3 separate regions of the Arachis hypogaea genome follow, and all the other regions are linked to region 3. A link is a contact called in public Hi-C data. All regions are on one chromosome and are shown on one strand. Each heading gives the region's core, a stretch centred on a gene start, on an enhancer-like site or on the middle of the called end of the contact. The rest is flanking DNA. Distances are from core to core; before and after follow the strand shown.

Region 1 (4,812 bases), core at 715-3,214, 880 kb before region 3:
CTTTTGTCCTTTCTGCATTCTTTCCTTTTGCCTCTTTTAGGTTTTGCAGAGTTCGTCAGAGAACGTTGAGAAGGCACATTTCTCTAAGTTCTAAGCCACTTCCTTGTACCAGTGGGCTTACTTCCTTGTCTTCTTCCATCTTTTCGCTGCCAATCTTCTCCCCTTCTCGTAATCTTTCTTTTCCCGATGAGACCTCTATATCTGGGATGTCTAATATCTGCTGGTCCTTAGGTTCGTCTTCTGAGCTTTGACTATCTCCACCTTCCTTATCTCTCGTGTGGTGTTCACGCGCCTCCTCTTGTTCCTTGAGCTGCTGTTCCCATTTGTCTTCATCTTCTTCTACTTTTAGCGATCTCGCCCTTTCAATTGCTAACTCGTTGTTGTATCTGGGTTTTGGAAGCACGTTATTTGTTTTTGGTTTGGGCCAACTTGGTTACATGGTTACATGAATGTGTAGCAAGCCCCTTTTTAAAATGGTCATCAAAAAATTTTTTACTCAAATTTAATTTGTCCTTCAAAGATTTTAAGTTAATCACATTGGTCATTCGGTCACTTTATTTGTTGACGGCGCCAAAATTTATTAATATTACACGTTAAATGATACTACAACACACACTTAAAAATTTTAATTGACTGCTAACATAATAAATTTATGAAATTAGATCAAATCAAAACCTAATTAAGGAAGACATTGAGGCATTAGAATTCCTCAATTTGGCATTGATTTGATCTAATTTCATAAATTTATTATATTAGCTCCTAATTAACACTATTAAATATGTGTTGTAGTGTCACATAACGTGTCACATCAACAAACTCTTATGCCATTAACAACGGAAATGACAAATTAAAGAGACTACTAACATGACTAATGTAAAATATTTAAAAGACAAATTTGATAAAAAAAAATTTAAAGACTAATTTAGAGAACAAATAATCTTTCAAGAACTAATTTAATTATTTATTCAATAATTATGTATTTTTTTATTATTTTGACTCCCTGTTTATTTATACATATTATAATACAAATACATTTTTATAACTATCTCAAAATTTTGGTGTATTTAAACTTTATTTCCAATAAGTTCTCTTTTTAATTGAGATATAAAATTTAAGACTTTGTTATTAGTCATAGTTAATATGGTAAAAATACTTCAATCAACTTTTCTTTATATTAGGACACCTTTTCTTTTTTTTTTTTCAAATACATATATTCTTTGAAAGAGTTTCATATTAATTTATTCTATTTCTATATCTAATTCTAATCATCATTCACTTATATTATCAAATATTTTGAAAATTTAACAAATTAAATATATACATCTTATTAAATAATCTAATTTTTAATTATTAATATATAATAATTAAACTTTAAAAAATATAGAAAGACAGTAAAAAAGGTACAACCACTAGTACGTTATAATAAGAGCAAAAAATTCTTGTTAATTGATTCATATATTTGTCTTCATTATTATATATAGGATAAAGTAGTGAACGTAGTTTTCAGAATATATACATGGAAATGTATTTAAACATGGAATCAACACTTGTTACATTAGTACATTTTGTTAAACGCCAATGCAAATATTTAGTGATGACTTCTTTCAATTTATTTATTACCATCGGTTTGGTAAAGAATAAAGACGTGAACAAAAGAATATATATTAAATATATAAGAAGGAATTAATAAATAGGAAAAGGGCAAAAGAAATGTGGCGGAAGATGATTAATGATTAATGATTAATGATTGGAGTCAAATGAAAGGCAAGCAACCCACCATTTTTTAACTTCTAAGGTCCCCCTCCTACAAATGTGTCCACGTCTAAAATGTGGCTAAATTACATAAACTACAAAACAAATGTTAAATTAATTAATTATTAATTAATTTTTTAGAGGGAGAAAAGAAAAGTGGGCCAATGGGAGAACGCCATGTATAGAAAGAGAGTCAAAGGGAGAAAATTTTGGGGCCAACGGAAACAATAGGCAGTGTCAAGTCATAAAAACTTCGCCCTTTTTTCTGGTCAGAGACGAAAAAAGAGTAAAAAGGAACCCGTGAATTACGAGCCCCATAGATCTTGGTTATTCTAATTTTAGTGAAATCGTTTTCAAGACCCAAAAAACGGCGTCGTTTCTAGGCGCGGTTAAAATTCTGTTGGGTTTTAAGCGTCGGTGCCGGTAGGGTGGGTAAAATCGTAAATATAATAAACAAACGAAAAACATAAACGTTATGTTTTGTTTTGTTTAGTTTATGTTTGTGGATTTCACAAACACGAAAATAAGAGAGTGTGGGAGAAATTGGAATAGAATTGGCTTGGTATATAAGCCATTGAAGGCATAAACAAATAAAGATACATATTAGAGAGAAGAAGAGAGACAGAGAGAGGTCTATAATTTTCTCAAACTTCGGTGGTTGGTGGAGGCTTCTTTGGAGTTCAGGGGGCTTCCATATACAGCAAGAACAAGAACAACAACGGTAGAATCAGCAGACCAGAGCTACGGCCATGGCAGAATCCAGTGATTCCGTTTCACTCGACATGGAGAAGATCTACCTCGGTGGAAAGGTTCCATTCAATGCTTTACCATTTTTCCTATTTTCTTGATTTTCTTTGTTGGGGTTTAAAGGTTGAAGTTTTTTTTTTGGGGGGGGGGGGTGGGGTGGGGAGGAGGGGAGGGGGGAGATACAAGTTGATCAATTTCAAGTACTTGTCAATTGGGTGATTAATTAATGGGTTCCAATTTTATTTGTTTTGTGTTTGGTTTGCGCCATTGCTGAACGTAAAGGGAATATGTTTAGAAGTCGAAGGAAAGTTTCAGTCAATGGGATTCTCCTTTCTTTATTGTTTTAGCCGTAGGTTCTTATTTTGCATTGCGGAATATTTTAGTTGCGCAAGAAAGTTTCTTGACTTGTTTGTTTTTACTTGGAAAATTTTATGGGATTGGCTTATTTTCTTTTTCCTTTTTGTTTATCGTTCTTGATTTCTTTCTACACGGTCTTTCTTGGAACGTATTTGTTTCGCTGAGTCAATTGGAAATTTTGAACATAACAACTAGCGGATCTGCTCATTCCTTATTTCTCACATATTCTTTTGTACCTCCATCCTAAGTTTAAGTTGCAACGCTATTGCTTTTCTTTTCCATTGGGAAATTTTACGCTTTCTTGTTTTCCTTTTCCTTATTATTTGAGTTATTGGATGAGTTTTTACTTTATAGTCATCCTTATCCTTTTAAACAGCCTAAGACAGTATCCTGTTTTTAATTACCTTGACTTTGTTGTCTTTCTGAAGCACTCAATGGCTGGAATATGGAATGGCTTATTTATTTAATTCATCATATTGGTCAGTGATACTAATGTGGTATTGTTGCTTGTTAGTTTGGTTGTCCTATTAAGGGGCAATGTTAGGGAACAAACAGTTTGGAAAAAACGTTGATTTAGAATCTTTGCATAACTCAAAATAAGGGATATCCTTTGCTTAGGAGGTGGTTTCTTTTGTTCATTCCTCAGTTTTCTAACTTTGGTTCTGTTGCCTCTTTCTTCTTTTTGCCTGTATTTTGGTTACAAATCATATTGGTTTATCATTTCAGGAGCATCACATTCGAACTGGTTGTGGTTCTGTGTCTGTTATAGTCTATGGGGATCCTGAGAAACCAGCTCTGATCACTTATCCAGACCTAGCACTAAATTGTGAGTGCATATGTGTATTCTTTAATCCATTCTTTTTATTTTATTTAGAAGGCCGAATTAATTGTTCACTTATCTGTTTGTGCAGATATGTCATGTTTCCAAGGATTATTTTTCTGTCCAGAGGCAGCTTCTTTGCTGCTTCACAACTTCTGCATATATCATATCAGTCCTCCTGGACACGAGGTCTGTAAGAGATTGATTTCAATATACATTTTCTTTTCTATTTAGAAAGTGAACTTTATAATTCACATAGTTTCTCCTCTTGGAACTTCCACAAGAGTTGTTGCAGTTGGGAGTTGGTGCAATTTGTCCTGATGACCCTATACCTTCTGTCGAAGACTTAGCAGATCAAATAGTCGAGATTCTCAACTATTTTGGGTAATTACATTATAATCACACTGTTGATAACTTAGTTTTCAGGGTGGTTAGGTTTCACTGTGTAGAATACCATTCATTATGTATTGTTGATTTATGAGTAAGATGCTGACATTATTTTGAGGGAGAATCCAATGATTTTCCTATATCTATTCATTGCCTGAATTGTTTCCATGTCCAGGCTTGGTGCAGTGATGTGTATGGGAGTCACGGCCGGGGCTTATATTCTTACTCTTTTTGCAGTATGTACCCTCTTAACTTGGAAGGAAATAACAGAGAAAGAAACTGCCCTTATTTGCAGTTCTACTATTTTCCTTTGATTGATATATTCTTTCTTATGTTTATACAGATGAAATATAGAGAGCGTGTTCTTGGTTTGATACTTGTATCTCCTTTATGCAAAGCACCTTCTTGGACAGAATGGTTTTATAACAAGGTTCGCTTCGAAATGCCTTCAGTTTATGAGTCCTCTAATCTGATAACATTACCTAAAACCACTTTTAATTCTTCAGGTGATGTCCAATTTACTATATTTCTATGGGATGTGTGGCTTGTTGAAGGAGTGTTTACTTCAGCGATACTTCAGCAAGGTATTGTAATAGTCATGCTTTGTTCTCCATTGAGTTTGAGAATTGATATGCTGAGTTTTCTTGATCAACTTTAACAGGAAGTTAGGGGAAATGCTGAGATTCCAGAGTCAGAGATAGTTCAAGCCTGCAGAAAAGTCAGTTCTATACCAAGTATTTGACGCCTAT
Region 2 (4,501 bases), core at 1,634-4,133, 770 kb after region 3:
CAAAAGCATTTGTCACTGCTATGCATAGTACGAGTAACTAGCTAGCATAAAGAGGTATAACATAAATAAGAAGCAGAAGAGTGAAAATAGTATTGACCTACAAACACCCACTCATACATATGCTGATGCTCTAATTATAAATTCACTTTGACTGATTAAATGGATTTGGGCAAACTTACCTATCATATTCAATATTCTCTGTGGGAGATATTGCTAAATTATTTGCATGTTCAAAAGCCATGAGATAAGCTATTCCGGCCTGTTAAACAATGAAAGTTGAATTCCCCATATGAGGGAGGAAAAGAAATAGCAGTTACCCTGATGACCTCCCATCCAAACATCCCCAACCCATACTCTGAGCCGAATCTTGCTAGTAAGCATTATGTTTGATCCTCTTTTCATGAAATTCATTTCAATTATCATTGCAATGCCCTTTGATTCAGACTTTTCATAACTGTAAGGACCAGAGAAAGAGAAAGTAAACAGGGAAATCACTATCTTACAGCAGCAGAAGAGCTTAGACCCACACTGTTCAGGCCATCACCATCAGATATTAATCCAAAGATACCCTGTAAATGTACAGACAAGGATGTGTGGGTTTATATTTCAAAATGATGGAAATAACTTGCATACGGTGATCTACATTAAAAAGACCACAATTATATTTCATGGCAGTATCCCTGACCTTAGAAAGTTTGTTTCCTCTACTCTGTAGAGCATATACAGCTCCTCTAGCATAACGCCCCCATTTACATTGTTCTTGTTGCTCAGAAGAATCTTTTCTTGAGTTCCCATTTTCAGTGGTGGTTTGTATTGGCTGTTGAATCTCATCAACACTATCAAATACCAATGACTTTAAAGCTCAACATAAGGAAATATAGAGTGGAAGATATACCTATTATACAATGGAATTCAGCAAGTTGAAGACAACAACATGATGCAATGAAAATCAGAATAACACAAGATCATAACTGACAGTTGAAATGCCAACGAGCTAGTTAGTATCACAATTGATAATAGGCCCAAGTTGTAAAAATTTGGACGTAATGATTATGTCTGGTGCAATCTTCCTCCTCCACCCGACACACACACACACATGCACGCACACACACTCCCAATAAAATAAAAAAGAAAAAGGGAACCCAACATCCAGCCATATAAATAATGATAGTCAGTAAAGCTTTACTTCATTTTTCCATTGGTAAGACTTAATGATGATATTTCATCTTCATTAACTATTTCTTCACATGTCTTGTAACACTAATTGTTTCCACAGAAGTGGCACACATCCAAATGAATGCAGCTGACAGGATAAATTTACAAGTGATGAGGTGAAAACTTCAACAAAATACATAGGAGAAAACAAGACTTTATGATCACCGACAGACCTGAACCGAACTTGCCCTTCAAAATCTCCTGAAATAAGTAACACCTACAAGATAAAATCCCAAGGACCATTTCTTAAACAGTGGAAGGTATTATGAATAATCAGTACACATGTTACTATTGAAAACTACGCATATAGCTTAGCAAAGGTAGATACTAATAACATGCTTAGCTGCAAAATGAACAAATTTGCAGATGTCGTCTCATGTTTTTCAAGATTGTAAATTGAACGTTGTCAAATTACCTCACTACTTCTTGAAGGGACAAACCCTAGAAGTATTCCCATATCTAATGTCATGGCCGAAACAGTCCCACCCTGCAAGTAGCAAAGTGCAATAGAACTCATTCGAATTTCAGGTGAAATTACATGAGGAGGCTGCCAGGAAATTGAACGAGTAAACAGCTCCAGTACGTATTGCTTAGTCCCGTTTCCGATAAAACTTGTTCAAGATCAATCATTGAGTTAAAATTGTACTGTCATAATAGAAAGACATATACTGAAGTACCTGGTGATCAATATGAGCCCCTAAAGGACAAATTCGATAGGGAGATGCCACAATTCGAACTTCCTCTTTCGTAACCCCTGCCATGTTAGAAACTATCCGTCTCACTTCAGCTACCTGCAGGTTACAACAAGAATTAATCACGACATTTGAAAGAGTATTGAATCCGACTGGATGTTTAATCAAAAAGGCACTTTTCACTTTTCGGTCTACATTCTCATTCTATATATATTTTTCCCAATTATTCCACCTCCACTGCGATTTACAATTCCTTATTGATTCTTAAAATGCTCAGAAAACTCAACAGTAAACGATCTTGGCAAGGTGTCAAAGAGTGTACCAGCATAACCTTACGAAATTATAGGCATACTAAACAGTAATACTATCCTAATATTAGCAATTTTAACACAATTCAGCGTAGTTTTAACACAATTCATGGAACCATATTATCTGGTTATTAATCAATCTTCTATATTTAGCATTTCATGGCATCACAAATCTCACCGACGCAGATCCTGGCATTAGAGATCAGAGCAAGCAAAATATACAGTTACTGATCCGTACGCAAGCCAAGTAGTATTAAGAAACAAGCTCGAAAACAAAAACAACACGAGATCGAATTTGAAAACGAAAACAATAAGAAAAAAAGCAGCGTGAAAGCGCGTAATGCAGCAAGGCGAAGTGAATCGGAATGCGGAATTGGTATATAATGTGTGTACCGCGCGATCAGAAGGCCAAGAGTAGTGTCGAGCCATATCCGCCGCAAGCAGTGACTAACTCTCGGTGCAATGCGGTGGATGAGGATGAGAATGAATTGATGATTGTGAAAGAAAGTGAGTGTGGATCTGTCGTTTGGTGAAGCGCCAAAATCAGTTGAAACGGGTCTACCGACTACCGTAGTGGTAGACAGACCACAATTCATTTCTCTTTTTTACCCTCGCTGCAACATCTCGCCACCCCCACCTCATTTTTTTTAAAGAGTAAAGTTATAATTAGGTTTTTTGAGAATTTTAATTTTATTTATACTAATTAATTTTTTTTAAGTATAAAATAAAACAAAATGTCTATATATTTTATTATTTATAATAGAATATGTTCTGTTGTTATATGAATAAAAAAATGATATAGTTTTACACAGTAAAATATTTATTATTTTTTAAATTTTTATATCATTTTTATTAATTATTTTTTATTTATTATAAATTTTATTAAAATAGATAAAGTTTTACTCTAAAAATTATTATTTGTATGATGATTTTTTATAAATATATATATTACATTAAATAATAGTACATATAAAATATTACTATTAAATTTTACGAGATAAATTAATAAAAAAATATCACGTATTTATGATTTATCGTTTATTATTATTAAGGATCAAATTGATATTTTTTTTAAAGACTAATTAATTTAAAGTCAAAATTTATCGTGACTTAATTGTTACCTTATTTTTTTAACAGAATATAAAACATCAATTATTTACAATAATAAATATTAATATTTAAATTTTAAATCTAAACCTAAATGTCAAAAAAAATCTAAACCTAAACTTTTCGTTTGATTTTTATTGTACACTAGTGTATGTATCTGTACCGTGTATACTCTCTCTCTCTCCAACTGAAAGTTTACAAGTCACCAAAATACATACAAACATCGGATAATAATTAGCTGTAGGTATATATTGTGAGTTGAAAAAAAAGAATTTTTTTATTTAAATTAAATAAATATAGAAGTCACCAAAAAAAATTATAGTATTTATCGATTTAAATAAACGAAGAAAAATTTACCAAAATGCGTAATTAGTCACATTTTAGATATAATATGAGAAACTAAAAAGCAAACATATCTCGAGTGTACAACCCCATTATATGATGCGGAATCTGAGAGTCATATCTCGGGTGCACCCGAGATATGAATATAAGCTCATCTCAAATACAATAGTCTATATCATAATATAAGCATATCTCAGATGCAGTGTATCCGAAATGCGCTTATGTTCATATTACGAGTGCATCCGAAATATGACTCTTAGATTCCGTATCATAGAACAAAATCAGTGCACTCGAGATATGTTTGTTTTTTATTTTTTCACTGCTTTTGAGATATGACTAAAAATATATTTTAATAAATACTTACATGTTTATTTAAATTGATAAATATTATATTTTTTAATTTAAATAAAAAAATTTTAAAAAATGAATATAATAGGTAAACTTATTCAAGAATTTTTACCTAATTGGTAAAACTATGCTTATACAGAATAGTTTGTCAATGAAGACCTACTTTTCTCGTTTATATCAAGGCACACAAAATAAAACAATTCATGATTTTAGATTAAGACCTTCCATTTTTATGGTAAAATTTTATTTTACAACAGAAGAAATTCATTAAGAACATGAGAAGAAAATTATAATGAATTTCGAGAATAAGCTTCCCCAATAAAAAAGTAAAAAAGATAAAGAATAAAGAACAAAAAAATTAGAACCTCACAATTCCTGAATATAAAATTGCCAATATAAAAAAGAGCCATCAATTAAGGTAATGGGATAACATAATCTATGAATGCTAAAACAATAACAAAACAATGATCCATGTACGCAGAGACCTAA
Region 3 (4,620 bases), core at 136-2,635:
CTCTTCTAACAAAATATCAACAGTGGACTTAAATTCCCAACAGAATGAACCATGACCAAAAGCTAAATACTTATATTACTGAAATGATGATGACTAGTGTGCAAGACACAATCGCCCCAGGATTGCTAAAAGCAATTCGCTACATACCTGCTGTTCAGCAACACTATTGTTGAAACCGCCAGCATCATTACCTGCAAAAGAATCCAAGTATATGCCAAAATTCATTTGAGTAAAATTTTCCACAATGACACGTGTCAGTTTATACCAACGCGTTCATTGAAAATAAAAGTAAATAGGAAGGTTGGATCAAATTACTTATATGCATTACATCCTATTCTCAAATTCTGTAAGAAAACGTATTTTCAAGATAAGCACACACTTCTAAACTTTAACGTTGCTCAAAATGTCCTCATGTCCTTGCATGATTTTAGAAATGGATGAAACTGATATAAGTAACTTCCTATAGTCTTCCTGACAGGAAAATATTCGAAAGCCCGAAGGATTCCAGTGGTTCTCCTTGTTCATCATAAAAACCGAAACGAAATGCATTACTAAGAGAATAAAGAAAGCAGAAGAATATGAATCCGGAAGCACGTCCAGCTCACAATTCAAATCCGGAAATTACAGATTAAGGCATTCAAAGGAAATTGGAACTGCAACCTCACGGCATTTCAGAATATTCATATTTCACAGGCATAACTCATAAACACGATCAGGAGAGGTTCGGCAACCAAATTAAACAAGCAAAATACAGAAAATGTGTATGAATAAGAAAGAGTGAAAAGAACGTAGATCTGCGAACCTTCATTCTGTTCATTCTCGGGGAACTCTCTCTCGAGCGCCCGATCAATCATGTTGGCGAAGCTATCCTCGCCGGATCTCGCAAGCGAGGCATTGCCGGTGGCGGTTGCGTTGGTTCCACGGAGGAGAAGCTCCGGCTCGGACTCCGACTCAGCAGAGACGAGAGAGAAGAATGAGGGACAAAAGAGAAGCAGGTCGCAGAGAAGGAGGAGGTTAAGAATCGAACTCGATAACAACCTCATCTCCCAGACTCGAATGAGAGAGAGAGAGAGAGAGAGAGAGAGAGAGAGAGAGAGAACGGGAGAGTTGGCTACACTGCCGGAGAATTAATAAGAGGAAGGTGGTTGGCGCGCGAATATGGCTATGTTACGCAAAGGAAGATGCAGCAGAGGGAAAATGTGTGAAAGCAGTGAGAGCGAAAGGGGAAAGAAGCGTTGTGTTGTGGAGTGTAAGTGGGAAAGTACCAAATCATCCTCCAATCCTCCATGTTCTGCGAGTGTAGTGAGGAGGGCAGAACTCAACTTAACTATGCACATTCAGGCGCGTGTACACAGTCCACACCCCAAAAGAATATCAAGATGCTTGCCGATTCCTATAAATTAAGGACAAGTTACACAATAACCAAGTCTTTTTTTTCTTACACTTTCACAATAACGAGAAGTGTTTATCAAAAGACAATAAGCAGTTATGGCCCCAAAAAGGAAACAACAAACTACTAGGCCAGCATCAGTAACCCAAAATATTTGGGCTAGAGTAACAAAACAAGAGTGAAATGTCTTTCTGACACTGCTTTGTTCACCTCATTCGGCCCAATCTATAAAATAAAATGGTCATGTCAATGTTCAGTACAATTTTTTTAATTAAATATTTACAACTTTTTGTCACCATACAAAAATAACAAAATTTTATTTGCTATATGTTATTCGACGGGATAAATCTGGGTAATCGATAAGCCAAAGTCGATTTCATGATAATAGGAGATCTAGGGAAGATATGTTGAAAGGAGAATTTGAAAAGAATTCAAATTCAACATAGTTGCTTATAAATCGACTATTTGTAAAGGATTTGAGGTGGTCTCAGCAATATAGTATTCGAAAGAGATTTTCGATTTTTAATCTTTTCAATAAATAAAGAAGTCAGTTTTTAAAGTTAGTAAATACGGTGTTTTGTTGATTTTTAGTAAATTGATAATGGTTGAATTTTAATGGTTTAGAAGCGAAACCAACTCCTCTTTTACAAGTACCAATTTTCTAAAAATGTATCAAAGACTTTCGAATTAGACAGGATTAAAAGAAAAGACTGAAGAGGCAATAAATAAACAAAAGGATTTGAAAATAAAAATGACAGGAATCGAAATGGTTTGTCTTAAATTTAAATAAAACAATAAAATGTCTTCGATTAGATCGAAGAACTTCGAATTCGAAAATAACAATGTGAAAATATAAATTTGAACAAGGAAATTAAATGTTGCTTGAAAGATAAATTTGCGAGAAAAGTAAAGTTTGCAGAAAATCTAAATGGAAAGTAAAACAAGTGGAAGGAATCCTACAGAAAATTGACTTGAAGCAGATTTAGTAAGTCATTGGGGATATGAGTATGCGTGAGTAATTTTCGAAGCAAAGTTCCAACCCTTGTGACTTTGAGCCTTCTAGTATTTATAACCATTTCCTTAACTGACTAATTTGAAATGAAACTCCCACGTGTGCGAAAATGTGAATAACTGTTCCCGCTCTTTTGCCTGATCATGTGATGGTTCTAGAATGACTTTCGATTTCAGTCTTCGATCTTCTTTGTCGAATACCTCCTCGATTTGCTAAGTCAATCAGACTCTTCCTTAATATCCCCAAACACGTATCTCTTTTGATTTCAACTTCTCTCCTAAAGTTCACTTAATTACTGGAATAACATCCTCCTTCGAATTCAATTATTTTTTTGCCAACAAATTGTTTCTTAGGATTAGTGTGTTTGTTCTCGAAATAATTTTTTTTGGAAAGTGAAACACTTAATCCTAATTTTATCATTAACGGGAATCAACATGATTATCCATAAATGACATTTATTTTCCCTATTAACTTTTCATCTGTTTGACACGTCTCCCATGATTTGCACTCTCTCTCTTCCACCACTTCACCTTCTTTAGGAAGTTGCCTCTCTTTTTTAATCTTTCTTTGTAACAACGGTTAAAAACAATTCTTCCTCTTTAAATTTGAGTTTTTTTTTTACCGTCAATACTTCCCAAATTCTTACTTTTGAAGCTTCAATTTCTCTTTCACCTCTGAGCTCTCTCTTATTTCTGCAACTGCAACTTTCTTCCCATTTCTCACCTTGATCAACAATGGCTTCCTCTTCAACCCGTGTTGCTGTACAAGACAAAGGCAAAGGCCCTATGACTCAATCCCAGGCTCCCCCAACCTTACAAATACTCAACCAAATCAACGACAAGATTATTGAAGACCCTTAGCCTCAAGTCGATGACACAAGGATTCTCATTCTGTTCAACATCGGCGACGAAACCCACCGTTTTGTTGGCCCTATTCAGAACTTGGAACGGGCGCACAAACATATCCACTACTTCCCGATGTACAAGGGGAAGATTTGCTAATCAACCAAAACCTCATCATTTCTCATTTTATTAATCCTCAAAAACCTTCAGGAACAACCCTAAAATTACTCCACGAGGGGCTGATTTTAGGACCTAGCACAGGCGTCTCGAATGGGAGAAAAATGCTACCTGGAGGGATCTTAGCATCCAGGACCTCCTACGACTCTCCCACTTCATACCCATAACTCACTCCTGAATGATTGGGGCGGTGGTCAATTTCTGGAATAGTACCACAAATAATTTCCACCTCCCTTGTGGAATGGTTGGAATTTCGCTCCTTGACGTGGCTGCCATCACTGGTCTCCCCATAAACCACAGGACTTCTTATAGTGAGTTTATCGTTCATAACATGGGTAAGGAAAATGAACCCGTGACTAATGACGAGCATATTGCGTTTCTGTTCTATTGGCTGAATGCCATTGCTTTTAGCTCTCGAAGCATTCAAATGCAGAAACTTTTCCTCCCTCTGGCTGCCCTCTTGCATGAGGTTTATTTAATTTGGCCAAGTTGCTTTTGGGTCACTTATTCGAAGAACTTGGCTACCTGGTCAATTGCCTTATAAACAATTCTCGAATTAATGTAGAAGATCCCCTCTAGCTCCTCTAACTCTGGTTGAATGCTATTTTCGAGAAGTTCATGCAGAAAGATGGAAATAGTTCATCTGATAAACAACACATCGAAGGGTTTCGATTGGCCTCCTTTCAACCAAACTTCCAAGATACCCAGTCGAACGAGGATCGTTTCTGGGCTATTCTTTCTCTTTTTCACTCCTACAAGAATTTCAATAATAATGACTTTAATTTCACTTCTTTCCTGCGTCAAAATCGTGGTCCTTCATGGCTTGAACGCCTCCTCTTTTCAAATGATGATCAGGAGGATGAGATTGCGAATAGAAATTGGGCAAACCTACTAGCTATTCAGGTGATCCCAACTGGGATGCCTCAATACAAAAAAGAACAATTCAAGGCAACTCTCTATGCTCCTCACTATACTTCCAGGCAGTTGGGCTTTTCCCAAACCATTTTGACTCCACTTCCTCGAAACAGTAAACCTTTTTATCACGTTGAGTTAGTTTCGAAGGAAGCACTCGATATTTGCCTCTCTTCCAATAAAAAAAAAGATGAAGTACAATCACCTTTTTTACGAGCGTAGTTCATACATCACCAAATCCTATTTCGACTTGGAGACTACATATTTTTCCAAGTATGGTCGCTCCC

What was found. A called contact is a pair of places that touch in the nucleus more often than the background predicts.
Region 1: a Hi-C map of leaf shows a contact between it and region 3, with 6 times the contacts expected there. The contact joins the promoter of LOC112790696 here to the promoter of LOC112790697 in region 3. A contact is called at or near these places in 3 of 8 Hi-C or Micro-C datasets (leaf and an unstated tissue).
Region 2: a Hi-C map of an unstated tissue shows a contact between it and region 3, with 3 times the contacts expected there. The contact joins the promoter of LOC112790703 here to the promoter of LOC112790697 in region 3. A contact is called at or near these places in 3 of 8 Hi-C or Micro-C datasets (leaf and an unstated tissue).

What each region holds. Positions count from the first base shown.
Region 1 is chr3:78,254,287-78,259,098 of arahy.Tifrunner.gnm2.J5K5, reverse strand. LOC112790696 (protein NDL1) reads left to right here and starts at 1,964. Exons shown (of 10, transcript XM_025833223.3): 1 at 1,964-2,561; 2 at 3,583-3,682; 3 at 3,768-3,865; 4 at 3,972-4,060; 5 at 4,239-4,299; 6 at 4,407-4,493; 7 at 4,570-4,647; 8 at 4,725-4,781. The coding sequence starts at 2,502.
Region 2 is chr3:76,611,984-76,616,484 of arahy.Tifrunner.gnm2.J5K5, reverse strand. It overlaps LOC112790703 (galacturonokinase), which reads right to left and starts at 2,883. Exons shown (of 14, transcript XM_025833230.3): 1 at 2,609-2,883; 2 at 1,893-2,006; 3 at 1,631-1,702; 4 at 1,389-1,432; 5 at 686-836; 6 at 504-569; 7 at 180-259. The coding sequence starts at 2,644. It overlaps LOC140183508, which reads left to right and starts at 3,684. Exons shown (of 5, transcript XM_072231957.1): 1 at 3,684-3,687. The coding sequence starts at 3,684.
Region 3 is chr3:77,376,514-77,381,133 of arahy.Tifrunner.gnm2.J5K5, reverse strand. LOC112790697 (K(+) efflux antiporter 4) reads right to left here and starts at 1,385. Exons shown (of 20, transcript XM_025833225.3): 1 at 803-1,385; 2 at 148-191. The coding sequence starts at 1,043.